Regions from separate parts of the Sus scrofa genome. Here region 1 is linked to region 2. The links are chromatin contacts, called in public promoter capture Hi-C maps. All regions are on one chromosome and are shown on one strand. Each heading gives the region's core, a stretch centred on a gene start, on an enhancer-like site or on the middle of the called end of the contact. The rest is flanking DNA. Distances are from core to core; before and after follow the strand shown. Region 1 holds the start of PLK4 (serine/threonine-protein kinase PLK4). Region 2 holds the start of C8H4orf33 (UPF0462 protein C4orf33 homolog).

The links. Promoter capture Hi-C pulls out the DNA fragments that hold promoters and counts their contacts.
Region 1: a promoter capture Hi-C map of fetal liver shows a contact between it and region 2, with 2.9 times the contacts expected there. The contact joins the promoter of PLK4 here to the promoter of C8H4orf33 in region 2. A contact is called at or near these places in 1 of 5 promoter capture datasets (fetal liver) and 1 of 2 datasets of contacts at active chromatin or transcription factors (alveolar macrophages).

Annotation. Positions count from the first base shown.
Region 1 is chr8:97,011,514-97,015,972 of Sscrofa11.1, forward strand. PLK4 (serine/threonine-protein kinase PLK4) reads right to left here and starts at 1,504. Exons shown (of 16, transcript XM_021101607.1): 1 at 998-1,504; 2 at 768-863. The coding sequence starts at 1,030. LOC102167943 (a long non-coding RNA gene) reads left to right here and starts at 1,847. Exons shown (of 5, transcript XR_001298442.2): 1 at 1,847-1,999.
Region 2 is chr8:95,946,768-95,951,313 of Sscrofa11.1, forward strand. C8H4orf33 (UPF0462 protein C4orf33 homolog) reads right to left here and starts at 2,614. Exons shown (of 13, transcript XR_002346802.1): 1 at 2,505-2,614. It overlaps SCLT1 (sodium channel and clathrin linker 1), which reads left to right and starts at 2,693. Exons shown (of 20, transcript XM_021100694.1): 1 at 2,693-3,254. The coding sequence starts at 3,221.

The DNA of each region.
Region 1 (4,459 bases), core at 254-2,753, 1.1 Mb after region 2:
CAAAAAATTTAATAGCTCAAATATCATTATGTATAATAATAAAAATTTAGCAAGCTTTAAAACAAAACTATCCTTCCTTTTTCCTACTAGTATAGATAAGTGTTTCTTAATTTGCTTATGTTACTCCTACTGACTGACTTTTTTTTTTTTTTTTTGTCTTTTTGTCTTTTCTAGGGCTGCACCCGTGGCATATATAGGATCCCAGGCTAAGGGTCCAATTGGAGCTGTAGCCACCAGTCTATGCCACAGCCACAGCTACACGAGATCAGAGCCTCGTCTGCAACCTACACCACAGCTCACAGTAATGCCGGATCCATAACCCACTGAGTGAGGCCAGGGATCGAACCCGAAACCTCATGGTTCCTAGTCAGATTCGTTAACCACTGAGCCACGACAGGAACTCCCTAGACTGACTTCTGATAAAAAGAACAGTATTTTAGCTTGCTACAGTGTAATATAGAACTATGCACAAGTGTATTCTTATTATTTTAAAGTTATTTTTTGTTCTTTGATCGCTACCGATTATTCCAAGTACACATAATTAGATACCAGGTATAATGAACAGTACTGAAGATGTTATTTAAGTATGGTCAAGGATCTCCTACGATAACCTTATGTTCAAATGGTGGACTTGGAACTACTGTCTCCTGCCTAAGCAGTGGGATTTTTATACCATAAAGAAAAGGCTGGCAGGTAAGGAGTTTCTGACATTTCAAATAGCAAATATCTCTTGTTACCTGCAAAGAAGTTGATTACAAAATTCTTACCATTTTGATTGCAACTTCCAAACCAGTGTGAATGGACTCAGCTCTGTAGACACCAGCAAATGATCCTTTACCAAGCAGATTTCCAACTTTAAAATCCTTAAAAGTCAAAATTAAAGAATGTGTGTGACAACTTTCAGAAGGAGAAAGGGAAAAAATAGGAAGGGGCTGGAAAAGAAGAGAAAATGGATCAAGAGGGGAATTTGCATTCAAAATTCAAGCAGATATTACACCTCAATACAGCAGGTGTCTGGGGTGGAAAGCATGTTGATGCCTTGCAGGTCTCGCTGAGCTTCCAGGCTGGGCTCTAGATAGAATATCCTAAGTCTGGCTCCGCAACTTCAGTGTAGCCTCAGCACCCTCCTCCCACCTCCAGCCAACCCCCTGAGAGCTGAGCGCCTGAAGAGAATCCCGCCGCAGCTCCCGCCGGAGGTAACCGCCATCCCCTTGAAAAAAGGGGAGACAGTCTTGCTCTGCTCTAAGCGCGGCAGCTGGAGCGGGATCGCAGACCAGAAGCCTTGGAGTCTAGGAACAGAAGGGCGGAGCTGCGAGCAACACACCTGTCTCACCGCCCCCGCGTCTGTGAGGGGCGGGCCGCTCCGCCCTTAAAACAGCCGGGCTCCCGGCGGTTGGGACCCTCCCAAAGCACCTCGGCGCCCGCCCCGCGGCAGTTAGCTTCGCCCGATCCCCTTCCAGCCAGGGTCTCGAGTCCCAACACTCCGACTCCCACTCGCCCTACTGAGCAGTGCCGAGTCTTTTCACCTCGATCTTCTCCCCGATGCACGTCGCCATATTTCTAGGTCCCGGCCCGTGCTTCCCGGATTAGCTCCCTTCACGAAGTCTTTTCGAGGCAGCGCTCCAAGCAGCCAGCGGGTCTTGGCGCCCATCAGGCTCGGCTCTCTAGGCCGCCGCTCCTGGCGACGACAGTACAGCCACGGAAAGGTCTCCCAGGCACCTTCCGAGGACTGGGTGGCGCCTTCGCGCTCCCATTTTGAAAAACTCCCGCCGGTTGCCGTCAAGGGAGGTTGGAGGTGACGTAACGAGACGGGTAGTTGCGGAGAGGCTGCGCCGGGGCGCGCATGCGTGTTAGGCTCCTTCCCGGCTAGTCTCTGGACCGAAGACCGGAAGTGCTTCTGCACCTTACAGCTTGGAAGCAAGAGTTGGCATTCTAAGTTGTGGAAGACCTGCGCGAGACAGTAAAAAAGGCAGCCTGAAATATGAGGCATTTACAACCGGTCAGTTATTTACCTCACTGTCTGAAAAGCTACTTATTCCAGTTCTGTAAAGGGTTTACAACGATAATTAAATTTCAAATGTTTAAACTTGGTGGAACAGCACAAGGGAAAAAAATTACCTGATGTAAGCATTCCATTACTCCCCAATGCTTACTCCAGTTTTTCATAACTGTAAAAAATGTGTAAGGTGCTTAAAGAAAATAAACTGGGAGTTCCCCTCGTGGCTTAGCGGATACGACTCTTGACTAGGAACCATGAGCTTGCGGGTTGGATCCCTGGCCTCACTCAGTGGGTTAAGGATTTGGCATCGTGGTCACCTGTGGCGTAGGTCGCAGATATGGCTCGGATCCCAAGTTTCTGTGGCTGTAGTATAGGCCAGCAGCTGTTCCTAGCCTAGGCACCTCTGTGTGCCCAGGGTGCGGCCCTGAAATGACAAAAGACAATAAATAAATAAGTAAATAGAAAATAAACTGTATTTTGGTAAATAGTAAATATATGTCATTTGGATAATAACTCACATTTAAGAGATCTCACACACGTGTTAATAGACTGGTCAAAAAAGACCTTTAAATTTGGTACGATACACTTTATCAGATGATAAGATTGTTGTATTCAACAAGGATATGTAGCAGAGAACTACTTCAAAAACTTTCTAAAGGGAAAGCTCTTTTCTTTACATTAATGGGTATATTAAGTTTGTCTACCTTCAAGCTGTGTAAAAACCCTGTTCAGAGAAAAATCAACTTTTCCCTTCGTTTCTGGAAATACTTCTTTAAATGTTATAATGCTTGAGTACTTGGTTCCAGTGTCCAGTCTTCCATTTATACTTGTTTTTGCCATTACATTTTCAAAAGTTCCTATAGTTTGCTGATATTGTGGGGTTTGGGGGTAGTGGTGGTGGTATCTACGCTTTATTGTTAATATCAGGTATTATATCGACTTTTTAAGACAGTATTTCTAGGGCAGTTTAAAATTTACAGCAAAATTAAGTGGAAGATATGGAGAGTTCCCATATACTCCTGCCACCTAAACATGCATAGCTTCCCCAAGTATCATCGTCATTCACCAGAATGCTACGTTTCTAAAAATTTTATTGGAGTAGAGTTGTCCTACAATGTTGTGTTAGTTTCAGGTGTACAGCAAAGTGGATCATTTGTACATTACCTATATTCATTCTTTTTCAGATTCTTTTCCCATATAGGCTATCACAGAGTATTGGGTAGATTTCCCTGTACTATATGGTCAGTCCATGTTACTTACTGATTTTGTGTGTAGTAGTGTATATATGCCACTCCCAACTTCCCAATTTATCCCTCCCCCCACATTTCCCCTTTAGGTAATCGTAATTTTGGCTTAGAAATCTTTGAGTCTGGGAGTTCCCGTCGTGGCGCAGTGGTTAACGAATCTGACTAGGAACCATGAGGTTTCGGGTTCCATCCCTGCCCTTGCTCAGTGGGTTATGGATCCGGCGTGGCCGTGAGCTGTGGTGTAGGTTGCAGATGCGGCTTGGATCCCTCGTTGCTGTGGCCCTGGGGTAGGCCGGGGGCTACAGCTCTGATTTGACCTCTAGCCTGGGAACCTCCATATGCCGCGGGAGCGGCCCAAGAAATGGCAAAAAAAGACAAAAAAAAAAAAAGAAATCTTTGAGTCTGTTTTGTGAATAAGTTCTTTTGTATCATTTTTATTAGGTTCCACATATTAGTGATATCATGTATTTCTCTTTCTCTGTCTGACTTAGTATGATAATCTCCAGGTCCATTCATGATGCTGCAAATGACATTATTTCATAATAAAATAATATTCTATTGTGTATATATGTACCATATCTTCTTTTTCTACCCCCTTTTGATGGACGTTTAGGTTGCTTCCATGTCTGGGCTGTTATAAATTGTGCTGCAATGAACATGGGGTGCATGTATCTTTTTGAAATATGATTTTCTCCAGGTATATGTCCAGGAGTGGTATTGTTGAATCCTATCAAATGGTCGTTCTATATTTAGTTTTTTAAGGAACCTACCTATACAGTTCTCCATAGTAGTTGCAAAGGTTACATTCTCGCCAACAATGTAGGAGGGTTCCCTTTTCTCCACATCCTCTCCAGCATTTATTGCTTGTAGACTTTTCTTTTTTCTTTTTAGGGCCAAACCTGTGGCATATGGAAGTTCCCAGGCAAGGGGTTGAATTGGAGCTGCAGCTGCCAGCTTAAACCATAGCCACAGCAATGGCAATGCCAGATCTGAGCCTCTATTTTTTCAGCTTGCAGCAATGTCGGATCTTAACCCCCTGAGCATGGCCAGGGATTGAACCCACATCCTCATGGACACTAGTTGGGTTCTTAACCCATTGAGCCACAACAGGAACTCCACTTGTAGACTTTTTGATGATGTGAAGAGTTTTTATCATAAATTTATGGTGAATTTTATGAAAAGCTTTTTTTTTCATCTATTTACGTGATCATAT
Region 2 (4,546 bases), core at 1,364-3,863:
TTTTGGAAAAAAATCAACAGTTTTACATGGTTCAGCCTAAATATATTCTGCTTATAACATACTTTAAAAAAACTTTCTTGGGGGGAAAAATAGCTTTTGTGTTTGTTTTACTAGAATGACTATTTTTGTTTTATAAGAATCACTTTTGGTGGGAGAAGAAATGGGGCATTATTGTTCCCTAGGTATAGAGTTTCAGTCATGCAAGGTGAAACAGTTCTAGAGATCTACTGTACAATGGTATGCATATAGTTAATGACACTGTACTCTATACTTTGAAAATTAAGGGTATATTTCATACTCTATGTTTTTTACTACAATAATTATAATAAAAAGACAAGTTTAAAAAGAGATTGAATTTCTAAGCCATTCTTCTCTTGGCTAATCAAATATAATTAGTGAGTTTTTTAAAAATCACTTTTTATGGCATTTAATAATATCAGACAATGTTAAAGTGTTGATCCTACCTTAAATTTCCAACTTTGTATTCTTCATGATGCTTTCTCTACATACTCAATGCTCAATGTCAATTTATTGTATAAAGTAATATTAATGAAATCTATTAATAATTTTCAAGGGCTTTCCTTATTGCAGAAATACATTTAATATAAAAACACATATTAGTGACTAGAGAATGTTTAAACACAAAGTACTTTTCTCTCCTTTTCTCATTTCCTGTACTCAATTACAGTAATAGATACTTTCCATGCACATTCACCAAATTCTTTTTTTGTTGTTGTTCTTTTTAGGGCCACACCCTCAGCATATGGAAGTTCCCCGGCTAGGGGTCGAATCAGGCAGCTACTGGCCTACACCACAGCCACAGCAATGCCAGATCCTCAACCCACTGAGCAAGGCCAGGGATCAAACCTGCATCCTCATGGATACTAGTTGGATTCTTATCCCACTGAGCCACAATGGGAACTCCCGTTCACCAAATTCTTTAATTCCTTTAGCAGATACTAATTGTGTGCTCAGTGTGTTCTAGGTACTAAGATAGAGTCTGGAGTCAAACTGCCAAACAGTAAGATAGAAGCTGCAGGAAGAAGACACCTTGGGGTAATTAGGTAGAAAACCCAAGGGAAGCTTTAAAAGGAAAAAGACTAGCGGTATACTTTAAAGATAACTGGAATCATAGCACTTGTTTCCAAAAGTTGAAAACTATTTTGAAAACACTTCATTAAAATTCAACCAGTAAAAATCTTGTAACAATCCCCCCCAAACAATCAAACAAAAAAAACACACCACAAACCCCTAAAACTACAGTTTGTATTGACCTTGACCCTACAGGCCAAATAATTCAAGTACAAAGGTAAAATTCCAATTTCAGATATTCAATTATTCACTGCAGAGACCACCTCATCATTTATACCCAGAAAGTACTGCTTGCTCTCACCCAAACTAATATCAACTTGTAGTGTAAATGTAGAGTTAAGTGTATGACTATTGCTTGGTGCCAAGCTAAATCACCCTATGATAGTATATGTTTCAATTGTAGGGGAAGATACAAGTAAGACCTTGAGAAGTGAGAGATTCATGGAAAGATACACACACTGACCTGCAAAAAAGAGCTGCAGCTAGCACTCTCAGTTTCTCCTTCCAACAAGTTTTTGTGTTAATTCATAGCAACTGAAAACGAAATCAAGTACAATCTTTATTCAATGCTAAATTAAACTTTCTATAGTTATTAGATAAACCTCCCTGTTTACAACCAGTCTTTAGAGGAAGGGACCATCTCATTCCCTTAATAGCGAGTATAGAGAAAACCTGTAACAGGACTTCAAATACCTAAGTGGATACCACTGGATGCATTTGAAAAACGTCTTAATACATTCTGCCAGCATTACTTTGTTTATAGAGCATAACGAGTACAAGACAACAAAAGCTTCTTAATCTGTTAAAGAGAAAGCTAAATCGAGCTGTATCTATGGTCTGCTCATAAACTTAACCCATAAACACACATATTTGATTAAAAAGCACTAACTGGTGGCTGGCCTCAAGTTAACATTTTTATTGCTGGCATTGAAATTTCCTCTAATGCTGTTAAAAAAAAAAGACATCTAAATCTAGACACATCTAGACAAAATCAATTTTTAAAAATGGGGATTGTAATCCATTTACAAATGTAAAGTTTTACCTAATTTTTTTCTTGCAAAGAACGTAACTTTTGTTTCTTTTTTTGAGGAAGCAAAGTTATCGCTAAAGAAATAACTGCTGAATTTGCAGGATCTTTGTAGTACTTCTACCTACCTCCCTTATTGCTCACGGTTAACTATTTAAACAACAGCTGTGTCAGTTCTCCAAACACCCACGTACCTAGCTTCTGAAGATAACAAATTCATACTCATAAATCCTCCAGAAGGACAGGTTTGGAAGCAGACTCTGAAGTCTGGGTTCCGCCCCCAGACGCAGAAACTAAGCGTTTTTCACCACCCCTTTGGCCAGCGGGTTCTCCCAGTAACAAAAATACTGTGGTACTTAAACTATATATTTAATTCCCTACCTACGTTTAAATTTGGGAGGGGCGGGCGTTCTTTTAAAAAAGAACACAGGCCCCACAGCGCGCTCGCCGCTTCACAGGTGGCTCAGCCCGCTGTCATCCAGGTTCCTACAGCTCCGCCCATCGCTTGACTGATAGCCAATAGCGTGAGAGAACTCCAGGAAGCGTGGTGACGTAAGCGCTGACGCACGCGTAAAGACGCAGGCGGCGTCACCGTCTCCAAGGAGCGGTCTGGGGCACCGGTTTCAAAGTCGCTGGGCGGGCCCAGTCGATTTCCGATACTGGTCCCGGGATTCCTGGACGCTTTGGAGTAGCTCCTGGCTCCACCGAGGACGCCGCCACACGGCTGCCCGCTGGCTACCTCGGCGCTCTCCTGAGTGGCCCGACACGACCTGGAGTGACCCGCGGACGCCTGTATTCACACGCGTCCCTGTTCCCCACTGGCTGGGATTCGGGTGAACGTGGAAGGGAACTAATTTAGCGGGTCTCCAGCAAACCTGAAATCTTTAGTGCCTCATTTGAGCGAGGGACTCGCCTGAGAGTCTGAAGAAGGAAGGCGCGGCGGGGCTGTTGATGCCGCGTGAGTAGGATTCGGATTACAGCACTCGAGTGCTAGACAACCTCGGAGGCATTGCTTTGGTTTTGTTTTCCCCGTACAGCCTGCTTTGTGTCTTTTTGAGAAAAGTAAAAGTGGTGAAAGCTCCAAGCTAAAATTGTATCTACATGGCCACTGAAATCAAGTTTCTGCGAGATCAAAGTAAGCTCCACATTCCTTTTTTGAGAATTCTTATATGTAATGTTTAATGTCGTCATCGTTGAGTAATGTTTTCTACATGCCTGATGGATGCATGGAAATTTGTAAAAACTTTAAGAAATTAGCTGCAGAAAGAGCTTGGTGGTATATATGAGGATGGATATATACTTCTGCAAAACGTTTGGTAAATACTTAAAGGTTCCTTAGCCTTAAGTAGGACTCCACTACACGCTTGTTTGTTATGCTTCTCGCGTGCTCTGGGGAAATTAGAGGGTTGATGGCCAGGAAGAGTGTCCAAGTCTGCAGTTAGAACCTAAGGGAAAGCTGTGGCCATTTGTTCAAAAGATGTTTATTGAGCGCCTCCTGTTTTTATTATATGCCAGAAGCTATACAAGCATAGCAACTACAAAGATGAGGGCTGTTCTACCCTCCAAGAATATGAGGAGGGAAATACATAAATTCCATAAATACAATGAAGTGACAGCAATTGCCAATTCTTTTGCCTCGGTTTCCTCACAGGATTGTTGGAATGATTAAATGATTGTTAAAATATGTAAAGGATTTAGAGTAATTTCTGACAGTGCTAAACAAACATTAACTGTTGTTACAGGGTTATAATTTACTGTGGTCAAGGAAGGTGCTATTTAGCTGAAACTTGAAGTATTAATATGAATGTACTCAATAAAGAACTGTAGGAAAATTAAACAGTATCTGCAACGTTGAAGGGACTAGAACATGCTTTGTTAAAAACTTTAAAAAGGTTGGTTTGAATGGAATATGTTGTATATGGGGAAATGGAAGTGGAGCTGAAAGGGACAAATTCGAAGGGCCTTATTTGCTGTTTTTTGTTTGTTTTTAGGACCACTGCACAGAGTATAGGTATTATAGACCAGTGGTTAAGAACTCAGCCTCAGGATTCAGTCTGAGCTCATATTTTAGCTCTCTTTCTAGGTTTTTGACCTTGGACAAGTTATTTAGCTTCTCTGTGCCTCAGTTTGCTCATTTGTCAAATGGGTATAATAGCACAATAACCCTGATGGGGTCGACATGGCAATTAAATGAGATGATGCAAATAAAACACTTAGCATGATATCTAGGATATATTAAGTGCACAGTTTTTATCATCTAAATCGTTAATAACACTATAATGATACTATAACATTAACATTATTTCTCAGATGTGAAGTGGAAATATCCCATATGAAGGACTAGCTGGCCACCATTGAGTATTGTAGGGTAAGATTGGGTGGTGAAGAGTTTGATTTGGGTGGAAAGAGTACCTCAGGCACTCAAAC